3 separate regions of the Zea mays genome follow, and regions 2 and 3 are each linked to region 1. A link is a contact called in public Hi-C data. All regions are on one chromosome and are shown on one strand. The core of a region is the stretch at or near the end of the contact, and the rest is flanking DNA. Distances in the headings are between cores, read along the strand shown.

The links. Hi-C and Micro-C count contacts between places; a contact is called where the count stands out from the background.
Region 2: a contact with region 1 is called in a Hi-C map of leaf, with 5 times the contacts expected there. The contact joins the promoter of LOC100193792 here to the promoter of LOC100274470 in region 1. A contact is called at or near these places in 4 of 25 Hi-C or Micro-C datasets (ear, leaf, leaf mesophyll and 1 more).
Region 3: a Hi-C map of tassel shows a contact between it and region 1, with 2.5 times the contacts expected there. The contact joins the promoter of LOC100383281 here to the promoter of LOC100274470 in region 1. A contact is called at or near these places in 2 of 25 Hi-C or Micro-C datasets (ear and tassel).

Annotation. Positions count from the first base shown.
Region 1 is chr7:106,657,294-106,661,409 of Zm-B73-REFERENCE-NAM-5.0, forward strand. LOC100274470 reads right to left here and starts at 2,212. Exons shown (of 7, transcript NM_001148829.1): 1 at 1,764-2,212. The coding sequence starts at 2,149.
Region 2 is chr7:106,959,338-106,963,453 of Zm-B73-REFERENCE-NAM-5.0, forward strand. LOC100193792 reads right to left here and starts at 2,149. Exons shown (of 2, transcript NM_001138877.1): 1 at 1,321-2,149. The coding sequence starts at 2,073. The coding sequence ends at 1,324.
Region 3 is chr7:106,378,779-106,382,894 of Zm-B73-REFERENCE-NAM-5.0, forward strand. LOC100383281 reads right to left here and starts at 1,716. Exons shown (of 3, transcript NM_001175941.1): 1 at 1,460-1,716; 2 at 1,123-1,327; 3 at 1-991. The coding sequence starts at 928.

The DNA.
Region 1 (4,116 bases), core at 962-3,461:
GCAGCCCCAGATATTTGCAAGGGAAGTCTTTCACTTCACAGGATAAAACATTAGTTACCAAACTGGTTTACAGTTGAGCAATTGATTGGGATAATAACATTAGCACTAACTCTTTGGAATGCGAAAAGCTTGTAAGTTTAGCCGAAGCCCTATGATACTAGATCCGCCCCCACAAACACATAGTGGCTGCTCAAGCTAGAATTGACTAACCCCAATCAAAATGACTATACGCGGAAGCAAACATCCAATCGCTGAAATATTAGTTGGAGAATTACTGTGGAAGTTGACAAAAATGTAATCACACAAAACAGTAATTGTACTTGAAGACCATGCTGAAGTTGCTTGAACTATGCATTGTTAGATTGTGGACTTGTAATCATGTGCTTGCATGAGAAATATTCCATACAGCACCAGAAATACAGTTCAGTATTTCACACCCGAACAATGGTAGGTAAAGCACTCGAATCTTCAAAAACCGTAAATCTACAATACAAATTAGTATATTTTTAGTAAGTTTCATATGCTTATTGCTAGGCAAAGGATCACCAAACAACCGAATATGCTAACCTCTAAGAAAACACCAAACAGGATGTGTAGGGTCACTGAATCAGTAGCAACAGTCATATGCTTAAAAAAATACAAAATTCTATTTCTAGTAGGAACAGCTGTTACCACCAGGAATTGTCTTTACCACCAGAACAACTGTAGCATTCACTAAACTAAAGAGACTGAAATGGGCACTAACTACTACACAGTACTTTGTTAGTTATAAAAACTTCCCACCCTACACAGTGAGCAAACTGCAAACCCTTAATAATCCAAATACTGGAAAATATCCTACATCTATCATCGGACATACCTTGACATCAAGCTACCTAGGACATTAGAGTTCTCCTTGTTGCTTTCTGTAAAAACTGTTGTTCAGGAATGCATGTCAAGTTATTTAGGACATTAGGGTTCTCCTTGTTGCTTTCTGTCAAAAAATATTATGGGTCCGTTTGGCTGCTGGTAAATGCAGCTGTTGGTGACTGTCAGTACAGTAAATTTGCGAGATGAGGCTGCTGAAGCAGCAGCTGGACAAAAGCATATTACAAGCAGCCAATCAAAAGTACAAAAGCACCTAATTCCTATATAACCAAACTACACACAAGTTTGCTCCATGACCTACAAAACCAATAAGTTCCCAACATGTAAATAAACCAAGTATGGCATACATATGCACTTCCACAAATTTGGGAACATGTCCGGTGTAATTAATCATGTTGGTGCAAGTGTGACTGCTATTTTACATTTAACGATGACTGCTATTTATCAAGCGATCTAGTGCATCCAATCAAAATCCAATGGTGTCTGCTATTTTACATTTAACCCCTTCTAGTTAAAACCTAGTAACTATTTTACATTTGTAACCCCTTCCATATGAAACCATTGAATCTAGATTAGATGTTCTGAATGATTTGAATGCACAATTGCACCAAATGAGTGATTGCAAAGGATATGTCCCCCACAAATTTAGCCACATTTTACTTCAAACTTTTAGGGTAGTCACGAGAAGATCCAAAGCATCATTTTCAGATAGGAGTCAAACTAATCAGCTCACTAAACCCCCATGAACTGATGCAGTTCAACTATGGATCACAGCCAAATGACACACGCACACCACGTTTTCCAACTACCCACTTTGCAGCAGTCACACTGGTGATCAAACAGACAGATCCATCATTCGAACAGAAATCAATCCGAGACAGTGATATCCAGCTCACCTCACATCGACGCCTATGAGCTTAGGCGCGATAACCTCGTTGATGTTGCGCACAGCTTGGAGTACGCCCTTCCCGCCGTATACGGCCTTGTCACCGTCGCGGAGCTCCAGCGCCTCGTAGATCCCCGTGGACGCCCCGCTGGGCACCGCGGAGCGGTGGAGGCGTCCGTCCCCGGCGACGAGGTCGACCTCGACGGTGGGGTTCCCGCGGCTGTCCACGATCTGCCGCGCGCGGATCGATCGCACCGCCTCTGCTCCAGCTGCCGCCTTGGCCGGAGACAAAGCGGTGGAGATCGCCGCGCGGATGGCGACGGCGCGGCGCGATGGAGTTGCGGCGGCGGGGAGGAGGGACTTCGGGGAGGGGAGCACGAGGTGCGGGTGGGCCATGTGTCGGAGGCGGAGGGTGGCGAGCCTGGGAGGAGGACGAGGCGAGGGTTTACTTATATGGCGGCGGGCCACGGTGACGGTGGCGGCGAGGTAGAGGTAGAGGTCGTCGTGCCTTTTTGCTGGGTCGGGCGGAGGCGGCGAGGTGGCATTGGCAAGGGGTTTCGGCGAATAAATTTTTTGAATAAGGCGGGGTTGGTGGAGGCGACGGATCGGAGGTGGCAGGTGGGGCTCGCGTGCCATTGAGAGTCTGCTGCTTTTGCTGGTCGTTGGCCTTTGAGGTGGCGCGTGGCCGGGTGGGTTGGTCTGGCGCAGGCCTAGGCGTGGGAAAAAAATTCCGTGCGAACTGGCCGCAACACACATCACAGTGAAGCGGTCTGGATTGGTTACGCGTGATAATCTTATCGGTTAGGCCTTGTTCGTTTGTGTCGGATTGCACCCGGAATCGTTCTACCTAATCAAAGTTTATATAAATTAGAGAAGCAATCCGGTTCGGAATCATTCCGACCCACCAATCCGGTAGAAACGAACAAGGCCTTAGGCCTTGTTCGTTTCTGTCGGATTGCACCCGGAATCGTTCCAACTAAGGCCTTGTTCGTTTGTGTCGGATTGGTGGGGCGGAACGATTCCTAGCCGGATTGTTTCTCTATTTTATATAAACTTTGATTAGTTGGAACGATTCCGGGTGCAATCCGACGTAAACGAACAAGGTCTAATCAAAGTTTATATAAATTAGAGAAGCAATCCGGTCAGGAATCGTTTCGACCCACTAATCCGGCAGAAACGAACAAGGCATTAGCTGGACAGACACATATAAACCTACGCGCAACGCCACCTTGTCTTCGACTCGGCTCGAGATGTGAAGACTAAAAAGGATCACGGCTCGACGCTTTGGTGTTGGGAGAGATGTGCGGCTGGATTGCAATGTTGCCATAGACTGTTGAGTTCGTGTAGCTGTTAGACGAGATTTGTAAGATGGGAAGCTGGAACGAGGAGGCCTGCCCCATGTCTGAATCTCAGGCCACTAAGCGTTTGATGAAATGACAAAAAGAGTTCTGGCCGAAGAAAAGCAGCAATGTTACAAATATAAAAATAGAATAAACATGAAATTTACCTTGTCATCTAAAATATGGAATGTTTGAGTCCTTATACAAAATAAAAACCAAAGAGTAAAGTCATATATTTTCATTATCTAGCACTCCATCAAAATGTAATTGGCTAATAGCTGATGCAGCATCTTTATCAACTCCAAATAAGAGACTGGTGTATCCTTCTTGTATACTACGAGCATCCATCATAGAAGAAGTCATGTGCATATTAAAACCCGGCATTGTGGCATTAGCATAAGAACCCTGACTTGATGGAATTATCGTAGTTGAAGGTTGGCCATATATCGTGTGGCAAGCTATTAGGTTCAATTGTACTGGCATCGAGGTTCTATGTCACAGGATATAAAATCATGCATTAAACTTACATGTTAAGTATAATATAAAATATATAATTGATACAAGGCATGTGACTTACCATCTTTTGGATCAACACCTTTGTCTTTGTTGGCACTTCTATTTTTCTTCCCCTTTCGCTTTTCGAGGAATGTGGTCGATCGTTTTTTCTTTGGCCGTTTTACTACATGAGGAACTCTAAACGATATTTTACCTATTAATGTATCTAAAGAGCAATAAGCTGAAACTGGAGGCACTTTATTGTCTTTTTCTTGCACCTTCAATATAGAGTTATCTGCATCCAAGCCTAGTTTATCTATGGTGTTCTCCCAATCATCAAGAAGCTCTTTAAATAAAGAACACTTCAATGCAATAGATGTCACCTTTCGTGAGATACGTGCAGCTTGAGTTGTCAAATTCTCCTTCTTGATGCCATGTTTCTCAACAAAAAATTCTCTTTTCACATATTTAGTCCATCTGTTGAGTATATATTTCGATGGCAAATCAAAAATATCCTTTATGTTGAAG
Region 2 (4,116 bases), core at 899-3,398, 300 kb after region 1:
TCAAAACGAACAGCTCTAGCAGGCTGGACCAGATTCTAAACCGGGCTGATTCGTTCCTCCCAGAATGAGGCAGGGAATGGGCTTATCCGGCCAAAACGAACGAGGCCTTAGGTGTAAATTTACCATGGGTGGTAGGCAGATGGCAGAAAATCAGGTCACAAGGTCATCTTGGTATAAAACAGGGGGCTCAATGCACACTTCGACGGTGCTTCAATGGTCTCGAGTTCACTTTTTTTATCAAGATAGATGTCTTATGTGTAGGAGTTTCAATTTGATCAGCCCACTTTGACTAGCATTACAAATTACCTCACTGTCATTTTTTACTTTGTTGCATGCAATTAAATATCAAGCAGTTCTCCAATTTACTAACAAATTGCTTGGAACGAATTATTGGCATTTTTGTTTGGAATATTTGGGACACTACACATGTACTTGGAATTATCTCTTACCCAAGTGAGGTGCTGTGCGCCTGTGCCAACAGTATCAAAACCATTAGTGTACAGACACGATGTTTATGAGCACGAATATTTAGGGCATGTTTGGTTCAGCTTTTTCTGATCAACTTTTCTGAGAATCTGACTGTGGAGAGAATCTGACTGTAGGAAGAATATGAGTATCGTGGGCATTACGTGCAAAGAAAAATTAAGTGGTGCAAAGGTTTCAGGATCTAGAAAGCGACGGATTCCTACTATCATGACAACTCGGCCGATTCTGTGTTCATGTTGATTTTGGATGATTTTTACCAAAGCAATTTTTATAGAAGCGGTCTGAAAAGCTGGATGTTTGATAGTCCAGAGTACCTTTTGGTGGCCAGAAGCTGAAAAAGCCCAAACAAACAGTGCCTCAGAAGGAAGAACCATCCATTTTTTTCCCTTTCCTTACGACAAGCTAGCACTATAAACATATCATATGTCCTCATAATATCATAAAACAAATGCCATTAGGCACGGTATCTATTAGAGTAAAGTGGTGACTGTGAGTAAGTGATATACAATTATGCAACTCAGTAAATATCATTCATTGCAAGCTACAAATGTAATGCAGGAGTTAAGGAAAGCTTCTTGTAAAGCATTTAGAAGTAGATTTTGGTATCACCGCTGTAAGACAAAAGAAACTAGTAGCAGGTTGTTTCACTAAGGATTCTTCCATCCTGATTAGTCCACTGTAATACAATCGCCATAAATCTCCTAGTTGATCGCACACTACCATGTCAATTGCTAAATCGGCGAAGAATCAGTATCAAGTTTAGAAGTTCCTACTTAAACAGAGCACTAAATGTAAATAGATCACAGAGAAGCGAGAACAAGAAGATTATCTCACCTCTCAGTCCGCTCCAGCGCTGCTGCCACCGCCGAGCGGGTAGGACACGAGCTCCCTAACGGTGGCCCCGACCTCGACGAGCGCGATGTCCATCCCGTACCCGGAGACGGGAAGCAGCTTGAGCTCTCGGAGCACGCAGAAGGCCTCCGCCATGCGGCCGCGGGGCACGTCGACGGCGACGGCGCACCGCGGTAGCCAGTGGTCGGGCCGGAACGCGTCGGGGACCTCGACGCCAGCGTCCTTCCGCAGCAGCTCGCAGAGCTGCGCATGGAGGCCGAGCAGCGCGGCGGTTGGAGTGGGCGCGAGGAAGAGAACGTTGTCGTGCGGGGAGGAGGAGGCGGAGGCTGGGAGCGCGGCGAGCGAGGAGAGCGCGAGCGCGAGCGGGTCGAGGCGCGACGCGAGCGCGCGGAGCGAGGGTGCGAGGCGGAGGAGCGGATCCCCGCCCGCGCCGGTGCCAGGAGGCGGGAGCGCGGCGGCGGGGAGGTGGAGCAGCGGGAGGTGCGGGCGGGCGGCAGCGTCGATGAGGCGGCTGCCTAGCTGCCGCCGCGCCAGCGCGTTCCACGCTTTGAGCACCTGGTTCTCCAGCGCCGGGTCGAAATAGAGCTCCACGGCGTAGTAGAATCCGGTCGCGAAGGTAGATGGCGGAGGCGGGGCAGCCCGGGGCGTGCCCGGAGGAGTCGTCGAGACGGCGGGGGCCGAGGGGCAGCCGCCGCCGCCGGCCCCGGCTGCGGAGGGCACGGTGCCTTGCGCCATCGGGGATGGATTCGGGATTCCGACGGGGGGGGGCGGTGGGGAGGGGCTGGGGTTTTTCGACACGAATCGATCGAGGAATTCGGAGGAGAGAGATCTCGTCACGAATCGAGTCGGGGGGTAGATGACTCCGCTCCGGACTCACTGTAGTGCACGGTGTAGTGGTGTACCGTGCACGCTTTGGCCTCGCTCTGCCTCTGCTGCGGACTACGGTCCAGTGGGGAGTCACTGAGAAGTGGGGCGGCATGTTGCGGTGGACTGGTGGTAAACGACGGGACCAACTGCTGAACACAAAGGAATTGATGGACATGTTCCCAATTTTGATTAGGAACGCGTAGCCATATTTAGGCCGTTTGCAGGATTCTATTCAAAGTTTACCAAAACAATATTGTTTTACTGTACTGTTCGCATAGTAGAGTTTGAATATGAGTATAGGTATAGATAAGCTGCTAGAGATAGCTATAGATAACAGCCCGGGCTGAGCCAGCTCGCTTAGATTCAGTGTAGCTCGGCGAGACGAGGCTCATGAGCTTACAACCAGCCGAGTCGAGCCGATTTTTTTAGCTCGAAAATTCCTCAGACCGAGTCGACCCAGCTAGCGTGGCACGTGCGCGTGCGGCCCAACTTTTCAAATTCAACGACGTCAACAGAGTAATCGAGCAAGTCTCGTAGTCACAGCCATCCGTACGATGAGAACTGAGACGTGCTTGTTGGGCACTGACACAAGCGGACACGCTATCACGTGGATCCAAACACTTAGAAAGCAAGTGAGATCTCAGGTGCGCGACAAGACAAATAGTAGGAAATTGTAGCTTCTGGACCCATGTGAAGTCCTTGGCACCTCGCATCACCTTTAGAAATGATAGGCTTCGCTTGACTGACTTCGAGATGAATCTGTTCACAGCTGCGATGTGGTCGGTTAGCTTTTGGACCTCTTTCATTGTATGTGGCGGATGCATTTCTACTATGGCCCTGATTTTATTAGGGTTCACCTCAATGGCTTTCCTTGATACTATGTAGCCCAGAACTCAGCCCCTGTGGATGCCGAAGATACATTTTTTGGGTTGAGCCAGAGTCTGGCCTCTCTCATGTTAGAGAAAGTCTCTACCAAGTCTGACAGCTGATCAGCTTTTCTTTTGATTGCGACGACAATGTCGTTGACGTAGGTGAAGATGTTTCTGTCAACCTGGTCCTTGAGTATTATAGACTGCGTGAGGCGGGAGAAAGTGGACCCGGTGTTTTTGAGGCCTTTGGGCATCCTCACAAAACAATAGGTGCTGAAGGGGTGACGAAACTAGCATTCAGCTTGTCCTCTTCGCTGAGGGATATTTGGTGGTAGCCTAAGAAACAATCAAGGAGGGACATGACTTCACAGACTGCTGCCGAGTCGACTATCTTGTCGATGCGAGGGAGTGGGAACTCGTCTTTAGGGCAGGCCTTGTTTAGGCAGGTAAAGTCAATGCACATGCGCCTCTTTCTGTTTTTCTATTTCACCATGACAACATTTGCGAGACATACTGGGTAATCGATTGGCTCGATGATTTTTGCGTCCAGGAGTTGTTGGACCTCAGCCTTGGTTGCCTCTGTCTTCTAATCTGACATTTTGCGGAGGCGCTGCTTCTTGGGTTGCACGGAGGGTTGATGTGTAGCCTGTGCTCGGCGATATTTCGGCTAACTCTGATCAGGTCGGATGACGACCAGACGAAGACATATTTATTTATGTGCAGGCAGTCGAGCAAGCTAGCTTCCTGCTATGGGGCTAGGCCTTTCCCGGTTAACACAACATGATTGGGTAGGGTCGTGTTGAGGGGTAATTTCTTGGCCCCTTTATCACTTTGGCTTGTCGGTCTTTGCCGATGTATCTGGGCTACGCCGGTGTGTTGGCGTCCAAGCAATGGACATTCCGCTGCTCGGGGACAAAGTCTCTTTCTATGTTACAGGCCATCTGCTAATCACCGAAGACTGTAATGACTCTGCTAGGTCCTAGGATCTTCATGCATAGGTACAACCCGTGGATTGTTGCTTTGAAGGCATTGATAGCTCTTC
Region 3 (4,116 bases), core at 466-2,965, 280 kb before region 1:
GTGTGTGTTTCGGAGTAAAATAACATGAAGGCATCAACCAAGGCAAGGAGAAGTGGTATCTGTGAGTCCAGCCCTGCTTATCATGGCTATTGAGCATCAGTATGTCCATTGTACGAGGCGGACCTTCCAATGCACCATCGACAATCAACAAGCATAGCTTTCCCTCAAGCTCTGCCAAAGAGCAATGACCTCCATAAGATTTGTGTGGAGGAAGCATCATCACATCAAATTTTTCGCTCTCAAGATTCAAGCAGTTGATACGCGATGAAGCAATGTAGCGGAACTTTGTCAGATAGTATACCATCCCATTCACATGCACCCCTCTGTCAGTCGGAGCACCATGACAGCTCCCAACTTGTCTCCAGACACCGACTCCAATCGTGTATATCTCACAGTGTACCTTGAACGGGTCATTGTGAGCTCCTGGATAGAAATGCACCACCTTGTGTTCCCTTTTTTGTGGGCAAAACCCCAAGCAGTGCCAATTGCAGGACGAGAACTGGCTGCTCCCTGCCGTGTACATTGGCATCGGCAACATTAAAGATTCACCAGTCGTTGGGTTCAGCACCTCGACAGCTCCTGTGCTGTCACCTAGGCAGAGCAGGCCATTGCAAGAATTGTGCACGAAGACGCTCCGAGACGCCGCGGGCCTTGACAGCTGGTACATGGATGCGTTGTTGTCCGCGAGCACCATGGCGAGCGACCTGTCGTTTCCCCTGTCAGTCGCAAAGAGCAGCAGCTTCTGCTGGCCACGGCTCAGGTGCTCATGGATGAAGTGTGGATCTGTGAGCACGGACATCCATGACTTGCACACCAGTCTGCAGGCCGCGAGCGCACGGGCAGGCAGCCTGCGGAATACCTCGGTGAGGGCATCGTCGCAAATCAACCGGGCAGGATCCTCCACTGCTCTAGCTTTCTTGTGCTCCATCACTTCCCTGCTAGGCCAAGACAAGTCCGCAGCTAGCCGGGACGGCACAACTGCCAACGCCCACTGGTTTTTTTGCATCCACAAAAACAACCACTCATCGTTTTAGTTTCTTCACGAAAAAAACAGCAAAAATAGCAAATCCGCAAGGAACAGCAAAAATCCACTAATATATGAGAATTAGAAAAAGCCGATACCTATCATACAGATACAGACCAGACAGCCAGAGCCACCACGCAGGATGCCCCCGCCCCACTAGTAGTCCTTGAATCAAGGAAACGAATCGCTCAATTTCAGCGCAACAAGCCGAAAAACAAACGGACCGAAGCGATGAAACGCCGCCACGAGATGCGAGCATGCATTGCAGCCGCCGAGACCCCGCCTCCTGAACCCCCCACGCACCTGCCAGGAGCAGCGAAATTAAGAGCGGCTCCACACGGCCCCAACGAACTCAACAGCACATGGTAGGTGCGAGCGACTCGGTGTCGAGCTCTTGTTGGCAAGTAAAAAGAAGAGAGAAGAATCCCAACCTACCGGCCGGCCAAACCGAAGAAGCGATCCTCTGGAATCGGGCGTCGCGGGAGGCGGAGATCAGCGCGGCGGAACACGACGAGGCCGAGCGGTACAGCGCATCGGGCTCACCGACCGATCAGCGGCGGGCGGCGGGCGGCGACTTTGCCCTTTTCCTCCACCCGTCTCTGCCTCCTCGGTCGCGCTAGTCGGCTTCGGTTCTGTTTGTTGTTTTGGAAGGGGTCGTGGTGTGGTGGGGGGAGAGAACGAGAAACGGAAGCTTGGATGGGTGGGTGGGTGCCGCGGGGGTATCGCCGTGTCGACGCGGTAGGAGACGGGGATAGGAGGAGGGAGCGCGTGGGACACGAATCGCGAGGCCGGCGGACGGGACGGTGGGGACTGGGGCCCCGAATGTGCGCGCTTGGGCGGGCCCCTTCCCTCGTGCCCGGGCCCGCTGCGTCGCTGTTGTCGCCGTAGCGAGAGAGGGAGAGGTCCTGTCGCCGTGACGACGTCTCCGAGAGGAGCGTCGCGATAGGCCGATAGCGGTGACGTCGATGTTGCTGTGCTGTCGGCTGATCCACGTCACATTTTTTCCCTCGTAGAATAGGACCGACGACTATTCTCTTCAATCTCTCGTGTTGTGGGATGAATGTTGCATAAGATATTGCGTAAAGTTATATGGATTGACGTGGAAATATATAATGGCTATTTGGTTAACTGCTTACACGTACAATATACTCCTACGTCTCAAAATATGATTTGTTTTAGATTAAATATGTATTCATTAGTTAACTTATAAAAACTATAATTATTACTCCCTCCGTGCAAAATATATTTTGTTTTAGACTAATTATATATTCATTAAGTAATATATGAATTTAATTTACATATATGTCTATATTCACTATCATTTGAATTTGAATGATTATGGACAGAAAAAATGAGCTAGAAAAAACGAGACCGAGGGAGTATCATTTATTTGAATATCGACGGAAAAAACTTAAAAAGTATATTTTTAAGATGGAACAAGTATTTAACGTGCGAGGTTAACGTATTGTTGGCATCGATCCAGGCGCCAAACATTTGGGAGTTGTTTCGCTCGGCGAGCTCTCTGCGGTGGCATGAACGTTCCGCGGTCTAGGGCCAGACGGTCCGCGACCTAGCAGCAAGAGCAGGGTTTCCTGCACTGTGCTGGACAGTATGCGGCCTAGTGCTAGACGGTCCACGACCTAGCAGCAGGAGCGAGGTTCCTGGACTACGCTGGACGGTTCGTGCCTAATGGTCGGACGACCCGCGTGTGCGTGGAGTGGCGGTGTTCACCAACAGCACCTGGATCTCACCCCCGGGAGGGACCCCGTCAAGGAGGAGAGATCCTATGTGGGGGACAGATATCTCCCGGGTCCACTAGAAGGATAAAAGACCTCACGAAAGGCCCAAAGGCCCCATAATTCGTAAGGCCATCCCCTCGTAGGCCTGGGAGGAACGACCAGTGGAGCGGATTAACGCAAGGCCGGGTCGGCGCAAGCCCAGACGGCCCAACAAATTCGAGCAGTAATCACAACAGTGACCCGACCTTCCCGCAGGAGCCCCGTACAACGGAACCAAGCGAGGATGGGTCGGCTGAATTATAGGAGGATAGACTCAGATGGTTCACTATTTCTTAGGCACGCGTTGTTATCATATCTGCATGTAATGCCTCACGGTCGAGTATATAAGGCCCAGGGGGCACCCCTTCAGAACAATCACTCATTACTTAGCCATTCACCCCGCTCTCTACGTTTTCCAGCACTAGAGAACTCCCTTGTAACCCATCACATAAAGCACTCTCACCAGGACGTAGGGTGTTACGCATCTCAAAGCGGCCCGAACCTGTACATCATTGTCCACTATTTCTCGTGCGCCCAGCACGAACCATCGAGCTACAGTCGGTAACACCGTCCTACTCCTAAAAGCACCTTGAGGGGTAACCCCGGGTGCGCGGTCGGACCCAAAACACCGACAGCTGGTGCGCCAGGTAGGGGGTGTGTCATCGATCCAAGCTAGCTCAATGGCCGTCACCTTCTAGCATAAGATCATCCTCCGCCCTGGATCCATGTTCTGCTTCGGAACTATCTCATCTGTAGCGGATGAGGAGGGAACTCTGCATCGCATCACGGATCCGCCGGAAAGAAAGTTTTCCTCAAAGGTCTCCGAGAAAATCGGAGCAAAGCAAGAAAAAGCGCAACCTCCAGTGCTCCGAAAAAAAATTACCTTCAGCGAGCTAGGAGCGGAGGGTCCTTCAGCCCGGAGAACTCTGCTGTCCACCTCTCCGACGGGGGAATGGACACAGATCACAAGGAAAAAGGAAGCAAAGGATCATCAAGCTGATCTTTCTGTGCCTCCGCCCTCAAAGGAGAACAGAAAGAAGATCGCCGTGACAGCTGCTCCATTCTACCCTGACGTCCTCTTCATCGTGAGAGTGGAATCGCCCCCCATCTCCGACGACGAGCCGACCGCACCCGAAGAAGAACCTCCTCAGCGGGAATCCCGCCGACGAAGGAACCGACACCGAAATATCCGGCGACATCACGAGGCCGGAGAGCAGGACCCGGCGCAACCTGTATCGCGAGACGAGGTCTCGGAGATAGGAGAAACTCCGGAGGAACGTGTCTTCAGGGAAAGAAGGAATTCTCGACGACGCG